Linked DNA regions of Gossypium hirsutum: region 1 is linked to region 2. The links are chromatin contacts, called in public Hi-C maps. All regions are on one chromosome and are shown on one strand. The core of a region is the stretch at or near the end of the contact, and the rest is flanking DNA. Distances in the headings are between cores, read along the strand shown.

Region 1 (4,689 bases), core at 17-2,516, 510 kb before region 2:
TCTGGCTTCAGTGTTTCTCTATGCTCTTTTAACCGAAAGAGTGTTGCTTGTGGACCGAGGGAACGATATGGCCAGTTTGTTCTGCGAGCCATTCCCAGAGAGATCATGGTTTTTGCCCATGAATTTCCCGATTGCTAAAATGTTCAATAGCTTTGATCAAAAGTCTGCTGAATCCTATGGGAACTTGCTTAAGAATAACATGATAAAGGCTTCAATGGGATCATTGCCATCATATGTGTATCTGCATCTGGCTCATGATTATGATGATCATGATAAGCTGTTCTTTTGTGATGATGATCAAGCTCTGTTAAAAAGGTTCACTTGGTTGGTTGTTAAAACAGACAACTATTTTGTTCCATCCCTCTTTTTGATGCCATCATTTGAGGATGAACTGAAGAAGCTGTTTCCCAACAAGGAAACCATATTTCATCACTTGGGTAGGTATCTTTTTCACCCTTCAAATCATGTGTGGGGAATAGTCACAAGGTATTATAAAGCATACTTGGCCAGGGCAGATGAGAGGATTGGCATCCAGGTAAGGATTTTCGATAAAGGACCTGGCCCGTACCAATACGTGAAGGATCAAATTTCAGCTTGTACTATAGGAGAGAAGTTGTTGCCTGAAGTGGATACTAGACGATTGGCTGTGAATCCGTCAAAAAACCCGAAGGTGAAAGCTGTCTTGATGACTTCTCTGGTTTATGGATACTATGAGAACATGAAGAACATTTACTGGGAACACCCTACGGTGACCGGTGATATAATTGGGGTTCATCAGCCAAGTCATGAAGAACAACAGCGGAGTGAAAAGCCATTGCACAACATGAAGGCTTTGGCTGAAATGTATCTGCTTAGTTTAACTGATGTGTTAGTCACAAGTGCATGGTCTACATTCGGGTACGTAGCTCAGGGTCTTGGAGGTTTGAAGCCATGGATCCTTTACAAATCCGAAAATCAAACGAGCCCAAATCCACCTTGTCAACGTGCCATGTCAATGGAGCCTTGTTTCCATGCTCCACCATTTTATGACTGCAAAGCTAAGGAGGGTATCGACACAGGTAAAGTTGTTCCACATGTTAGACATTGTGAAGACATTAGTTGGGGTCTTAAAGTGGTAGATAGGTATACTGAGTAATAGCTCTTACAGGGATTTTTATTTTCTACCCAAATTTCTCTAGAAGATTTTGATAGAACTGCAATATATCTCATTGAACTGTGAAGTTACCTTATTCTGTGTGGTTTTTCTGTAAATAAGCTTGCTTTTTTTTTTCCTGTATAAGATTTGTGAGATTGAGGTTCATCACTGCATATCAGATTCCGTTCCCTTTTTATCATTAGCTATAGTTCTCTGAGACAATGATATTGCTTGTGACTTAGAGACATTTCTTTTATGTTAAGTAGTGTTATATATAGACATTACTTGGCAGATGAAAACTTGTTGAACATGTCTTTATTTCCACCATTGGTTATTGATCGAGCATCATCTTTTACTTTTGTAGTTTGAAAACGAAACCGTAGTTTTGCTTATACTGGCCGAAAGATTGAAAAAGGGAAAGTAAACCTAAAAGAAGATTTGGCTCAAAACTAAAAGAAGATTTGGCTCAAAACCCAATATGTTTCTTTAGATGAGAGTAAATAATCTCCTCTTTAGATCTTAGATTTTACTAAAAGAACTGAGGCAAACTTTAACTGTTCATGTTCTGAAGGAGAAAAAAGAAGGGGCAAAAGGAAGGCAATGGTCGAAATTCCAAAACCCCAATACTAATGTGGGAAGTGACTTTACCTTTGGAAATTAGTTTCTTCTTCACTTATGAAAACAACAAAGACAAGCCCTCCTGTCTTCAATGTGTGTCAAGACCAAACACCAAAGCCTTCCCCTTTTTTTTTTGTCTCTATCGAGAGCTAATTCAACGTGTGGTATTGTAATTGGTTGGTAATCCAACAAGGTACAGCTCACCTAATCTTTTTAACAATTCCCCCAGCCATGGAAGCTGTATCAGCTACGATGAAAGCCATTAACTTCCCTGCAACTTCCACCGTCCCCAGAGCAACTGTTTCTATTACAGTGGCCTCACCATGGTCACAGACCAAACTCAACATGCTTACCTTTTATGCCCCAAATCCCAACACCAGATTCAGCTCAATTTGTCTCCCTCGCTGTTCCAGAAAACCAAACACTGACACTAACAACGAAACTGCCCAAAATCCAACCTTTGAACCGAATCCCAGTCTAACCACTGAGAACCCATCAAGCGCTGTTTCAGATGAGGAAATCCCCTCTTCTTCAAATCCCCCTTCTGCTCTTTCTAGAGGTTTGGTGCTTGATTTGGGTCCTGTTGGTTCTTGGGACTGCACAGATATTGGTTCACCAGTGGTTAAAAGGTTCCTTAGTGATGAGGAAGAAAGATGGTATATGTGGTACCATGGAGTTTCCACTGATTCCCAAGGTTCAGATTCCATAGGGTTAGCAGTTTCAAGCAATGGGGTCCATTGGGAGAGAGGTAAAGGTGCAGTGAAATCAAGTGCAGATGTTGGTTTGGTCATGAGTTGTGGCAATGATTGGTGGGCTTTTGACACACAGAGCATTAGGCCTGGTGAGGTAGTCATCATGTCTAGTGCTAAAGTGAGAGCCTCAAGTGCTGTTTATTGGCTTTACTACACTGGCTACAGCAATGAGAAGGTGGATATTTCAGCTGATTCTTTAGGATTCAAAGTGCAAAACCCTGAAAATCAAAGTAGCCAAACTGGGGAAGTGTTGAGGTCTTTACCAGGTTTGGCAATCAGTCAAGATGGAAGGCATTGGGCTAGGATTGAAGGGGAGCATCATAGTGGAGCATTGTTTGATGTAGGGTCCGAGGGAGATTGGGATTCATTGTTCATATCATCACCACAAGTTGTTTTCCATGGGAATGGTGATCTAAGAATGTACTATCACTCATTCGACGTGGGAAATGGGGTTTTTTCTATTGGGATGGCAAGGTCAAGAGATGGGATGAAATGGATAAAGCTAGGGAAGATAATGGGAGGTGGGCCAAAGGGATGCTTTGATGAACTTGGAGCAATGAATCCCTATGTAGTTAAGAACAAGAAAGATAGAAACTATGTGATGGCATATGAAGGTGTTGGTGCTGATGGGAGGAGAAGCATTGGACTGGCAATGTCAGCTGAAGGATTGAAAGATTGGAGAAGGGTTGAAGATGAAGCAGTGCTGAAACTAGCAACAATGGAGGATGGATGGGACAGTAAAGGGATTGGATCACCATGTTTGGTGGAAATGGATGGTGATGTTGATGAATGGAGATTGTATTACAGAGGTATTGGTAATAGTGGCCGATGTGGGATTGAAATGGCTGTTTCTGATGGAAGTGATATTACAAGGTTTAGAAGATGGAAAGGGTTTCAAGTATAAAGTTCAATTTCAGTGCTATGATTTTGGACCATCTTTGTCCTGTTTGTGCTCATTCAAGTTACATCTTTTTTATGTAATGCTATTTCATGTAATAATCTTAATATATTTCCATTTACATATGATGAAACCAATGATGTCATCTCAAATTTTGGACTTTTTATTGCTTTTATGTCAAAATCGAGTTTCTCCGCTTCTTACAATCAGTTAGTTTTAGATAGAATATTTAAGTATTGGTTAAAGTATGTTGTCACTCATTGTAGTTTGACAAAATTTAATATTTAGTCCTTGTAATTAAATTTTTTTTTAAAAAATCATTTTACATTTTCAATTTAAAAATCATACTCTGATCCTGAAAATTGTCAGTAATTGCTGTTAAAATTGCCAGGTTAATTAGGTTGCTTACATTGATTAAGAGTAAATGAATATGTTAGGTAAGAAAGTTTTGACAAAAAAATATTAATGATATTAATAATAGGGTTATATTTTGAAAAAAAAAGTATTGGATTTTAATTTTTGACTGAAAAAATAAGAATATATATATATATTTTTTAATATTTTATCTATAATGAATTGATATCAAATTTAAGACTGCTCTATTAATTCATTAGTTTCACTATTTAGTAGGCCCAACCAGCTTTACCTTCCCATATTTCTTGGCCCATATTCTCTTGCTGGGTTTGAAAGTTTACCTTATTCTTTGTATTTTGTTTTATTATAATACTATTAATAAAATCCCTTATGGAGTTGATATCACGGGTTAATTGGATACCGGATACCAAATCAGTTAGGAAATTATTAATATATGTTTTTATTAAATGACTATTATTATTTTGATGATTTATTTTATTTTATTTTACTTTTATATAGTTTTTAAATAAAAGAACTAAAATTAACATATTTAGGGATTGAACTCATGTTTAATGGATTTATAAACAAAATTCTTACCACTACATCAATAATAATTCTTGAATAAAATTGAAACAAATTAAATTTTAACATAAAATGTTTTCTCTCACCAAATTTGTGTATCTATAACCCTTGACTGTGTTGGTGTCACGGGTTAACCAAGTACCAACTTGGTTAGAAAATAACTAATATAATATTTTATTAAAGGACTACTATTATTTGTCTAATGACATTTTTGTCTTTTCATATTTTATATAGTTTTTAAATAAAAGAACTATAATTAATGGAAACTCGATATTTCCTAACCGAACACGTACATAAAAGTATATAAAAACTATATAAATAAATTTTTTAACATAAAATGTTATCTCTCA
Region 2 (4,654 bases), core at 1,563-4,062:
AAATTTGCAACTATTAGTAATTATTTAAATAATATCTTAGTACCTTAAGTAAATGAGTAGAATATTAAAATCGAATGATTATGACAAATTATATAGGTTATGAAATTAATTAAGGTTACACACAAAGAGAACATAAGAAATTATGAGAACATGGCGATGCACAAAAAATATACCAACACTATGTATTAATGTGTATATATATAATCGAAAGAAAAGTAAGTTTGCACCTTGTTCAAAGACACAAGTTTAAATAAGATAGTAGATAAAGATAAATAGTAAAGAGAGTAAAGGAAGAGATAACGCTCAAATTTTGTTAACGCGGTTCGAAAACAATTCTACTCTATCAAGTCTTATTTAATGAATGATTTATTCAACATTTGATCCAACAACCTATTGGCTAAAACCCAATCTACTTTACACATGAAGCAAATTGTAACCCATAACTAGTCCCAACTTGTTACAACCACTCACCCAAAATCTCAATTACAATTAGATTCAACTTTCACAAATAATGCCTATGTGCTAAGTGCAAGAATACAATAAATTTCGACTAGTAAATCAAAGAGATAAGCTCAAGCACTCTTCAAAGATGCCTCTTCAACATGCAAATTGCTGCCTATTTATAAGCCAAATGAGGCAGCCTTCTAGATCGGTTATTGTAGAGATAAATACTTCAATTTGATCCATAACAGTCTGGGATAAAAGTCTCCAAAATGTATCCTAAATATAGCTTGATTATCCACGTAATTTCATCCACAAAACAAGACTTAAATGGTAAGGATAACACACGTTGATATCATGGTTTCCAAAATTGGTCAAATTTGATTACCACAGTTTGAGATGAAATAAAATAGATCAAGGGATTCCTTTGCTTATGGAAAAACAACATGGAGACTCAAGTAAACAATACCAACATCCAACTTCATCTAAATTGTCATGAAATTTTGTCCAGACTATTGTTCAAATGTTTGTCTGGACAGCTGTTTAAACAAATGAATGAATAGACAATCAAGATGTTTAAACAAAGATCAAACAATCAACATTGAACAACTGTAGTCCCAACAATAATCTATAATCTATAGTACATATAATCACGAATTGGGAGAAACTTTTGAACTGACTTATATAACCTTTTTATTCATTATATTATAAAATATTTGGTTAAATAAATTTAGTTAAAATTTATCATGGTTATAAATAAGAATTCTGATGTATTAAAAAATTTGTTAAATTACTTTATATTTACTAAATTACTTGATAAATTTACTTGTTTAGTTTAATATAGGTTGATGTGATTAAAAAAATGACGTAAAATGAGTAAATATTCTTTCCATGGCCATTCGTATACAACGTAAGTTTGAAGTATTGGAAAAGACGAAACAATTTTGATTGTGGAGGCCTGCATTCAAACCATTTTAAAGTTTGTTATAAAATGACCAAACCAGAAAGCCCACTTGTTCCAGCCCGGTCCGAATTGGGCTGGATTTAAATGAGTTTTTAATCTCCATTAAGATTAATATTTTATGCAATTTTAATTTTAAGTGTATAAAATATATTTTAAATTTATAATTATACAAAATATATTAGATATTTTTTTTTAAAATTATAAAGATTAAATAATAAATTAGTATTTTAATTATAATCATTTTCTCATTTCAATATATATTTTTAATAATATCTAAACTATTTTTTTTCTATGTTGGTACTTCTACTTGTCCACTGTTAATCAATCAATAATAACGTGGATCAATCACATAACGTAACATGGCATCAAAGTCACATAAGCACCACTTGTTGATCAGATGTTGACCGTCATTGACTGTGAATTGATCAGCCAATTCTAATAAATTTTTAATTTGATTTTTTTAATTTTTAAATATTTTTTTTAATTTTAACATTTTTTATTTTTTGAAATTATTTGATATAAATAAATACATGATAATAGTTAAGTAGCTTTTGTGCCATGGGCAACTTTTAATCGGTTGTTTTTTTTTCATTATTAGAGATAAATTTAGGTAACGAATATATAATTTAGATATTACTTCTAACAAAAGAATTAAGTATCTATAATTTAGGTAACATAATTTGTAATTTAAGCTAAATTATAAATTAATAAATTTTCAAATTCGGCTAAGACGGTTTTGAGATATATAGAGAGATAAATATAAGTCTAATTATTGTTTTATCCCTTCAATTATGTTGAAATTTGGTATTCAATCTCTCTACTTTAATACAATTAGTTATTATCATTAAAGCGAGGGGTCAATCTTTAAACTATACATGAACTTTAGTTTAATGTGCAATTTTATACATGAATTTTGATTTTGTTCAATTTTATACAAGAAATTTTGGTTTAATCCAATTCTCACAAATTTTTAACACAATTACTAATCTAGCATCATTTTACATTTTATATTGCACACACATGTAATTATATTTATCCAATATAAAAATAAATTGATGTATTTATTTCTTTAAATATGTATGACTGAATTAACAATTAAAATTTCATATGTATAATTACACCAAATTAAAATTTGCATATTAAATTATATATTGAATCTAAGTTTATGTATCATTTTAAAATTTATCCCTTGAAAATATTACATAGATTCCAAAAAGAGAAAAAAGGAAAACCTTAAGCATTTAATTCACATATAATTTTATTTTGTTAAATATAATTTATTAGATTTTCACGTAGTTTTATGTGATCAAATAGAAATAAAAAAAAACTATATCATCACATGAATTATATCAACTAACAATATTATGGATTTGAAACAAATAATAACATTAAAAAAATAAAACAATGAGAAAGGAAATTTCAAATTTTAGCAGTACTAGAATCCAAAATTAGAGCAAATATATTTTGGGGGTCAACTTCATGTAAGATAAGGAGTTCCGAAAAGCTACGGTCCATGTTGGATGAGGGGGCGATACGGTCAGCAATCAAAACCTGCCCCAAAATCCACCCTCACATTTTGCTCCATTAAATGATCTTCAACTTTTCCACACACTTTTTATCCAAAAATCATGACCTCCTTCACTAATTCAACATTCTTCATCCATGTCAACCAGAAATTCCCTACACCCCAAAGTCACCATTGCAGCAGACTCTCCCTCCCCATAATCCGAGCATCGTTTCAACCCCAACAAAACAATGTAATAATCAGCAACCGGCGAAAACTTGTAACAACGTTTCTTGCTACTTCACTAGCAGCACTAGGGCTTAGTGGCACACCAGTAGCAGTAGCAGAGAATTGGGGCACACATTCATTTCTCAGGGAACGGTTTTTCGAGCCCGGTTTGTCTCCGGAAGATGCCGCCGCCAGAATTAAACAAACTGCCGAGGGGTTACATAGCATGAGAGACATGTTGGACTCCATGTCATGGAGGTATGTCATGTTTTACATTCGACTAAAGCAGGCTTATCTTTCTCAGGACTTGAAGAATGCCATGAGTACATTGCCTCAAGGTCGAAAAGATAAATACGTGAAAACAGCAAATGAATTGGTGGATAACATGGCTGAGGTACGTACATAGATTATGAATTGGTGAAACCAGCCTATGAATCATTTGTGAGGTCAATTTCTTATGTTTTTTCTTTTTTTTGTTCATCTTAATTTTTGTAGTTCGATTATTACGTACGCACACCGAAAGTATACGAATCGTACTTGTACTACGAGAAGACATTGAAATCCATAGATGATCTAGTTGCATTATTGGGGTAGAACAATGGTAGCAGTGCCTGCTGGAGATATTTACAATTTGCTTCATTGAGACCATAATTGTGATGCAGATGTAGTAAGACCAGGAAATGTTGAGTTTCAATCAATACTAAGATATCATCAACTTTTAGGACATGTGTTATATTCTTTTGCAGCAATTTTTCATACACTTATCTGAGAAAGGCTGAAGCTACCAAGAGACTAGTTTCAGTTACTATAACTAAAATGAGGTTGAATTGCTGTGTCATTTCTTATGACCCGAATTTTATAGATTTTTACAAACTAGTTTGAAAACTAGACCATTTTCTTTCCATAGACGGTTTAAAGAAACACAAATGGTAAGAAATTTATAATTCCAGGACAGTAAAAGTCTCAAACCAGCTTCTAGAAGAGGAAGACAAATTCAGTCTCAAAACCAGCAATAACTTGGAGATGCAAGACTCAATCTTTCACCGCTGTTTGAGATATAGCAATGGCTGATGAAATTATTATCAGTTCGCGTTCCCGTTTTCCTTGCGTGCTAAGCATTCAATTGTTGCTGCAGTAGAAGGTCCAGCAGAGACCAAAGCCAGCATTGCCTGTATAATAGATTACATGAACATAATAGCATAAGTTCCGGTTGAAAAGAAACAAATACAATGCCCCAGTGTTGAAGCTCAGTATCATCTTCAGTGTGCCAAACATAACCAAGATGATTCAACTGTTTTTAGCTGCTCTCTTGATAAATGAAAATTTGGTAGAAACTAGAAAGATAAGTGAGGAGAAAGAACAAGATAGGAACAGGCAACTGAACTGGCGTAAGGGCATATCACGGTGTTAATAACTCAGGTGACCATTTTCTGCTCAGTGTTTGGCATTAAAGTGGATGGACTGCTCGGCGGATGCTTCAATAGAATCAAGCAGCCCTATCTTCATTATATTGCTGA

The links. A called contact is a pair of places that touch in the nucleus more often than the background predicts.
Region 1: a Hi-C map of leaf shows a contact between it and region 2, with 2.1 times the contacts expected there. The contact joins the promoter of LOC107918275 here to the promoter of LOC107918812 in region 2. A contact is called at or near these places in 2 of 34 Hi-C or Micro-C datasets (hypocotyl and leaf).

The regions. Positions count from the first base shown.
Region 1 is chrD13:14,821,243-14,825,931 of Gossypium_hirsutum_v2.1, reverse strand. It overlaps LOC107918275, which reads left to right and starts at 1,266. Exons shown (of 1, transcript XM_016847797.2): 1 at 1,266-3,555. The coding sequence starts at 1,985. The coding sequence ends at 3,409. LOC107918274 (galactoside 2-alpha-L-fucosyltransferase) reads left to right here. Exons shown (of 2, transcript XM_016847796.2): 2 at 1-1,337. The coding sequence ends at 1,135.
Region 2 is chrD13:14,310,496-14,315,149 of Gossypium_hirsutum_v2.1, reverse strand. LOC107918812 (photosynthetic NDH subunit of lumenal location 2, chloroplastic) reads left to right here and starts at 2,812. Exons shown (of 2, transcript XM_016848399.2): 1 at 2,812-3,531; 2 at 3,633-3,863. The coding sequence starts at 3,034. The coding sequence ends at 3,731.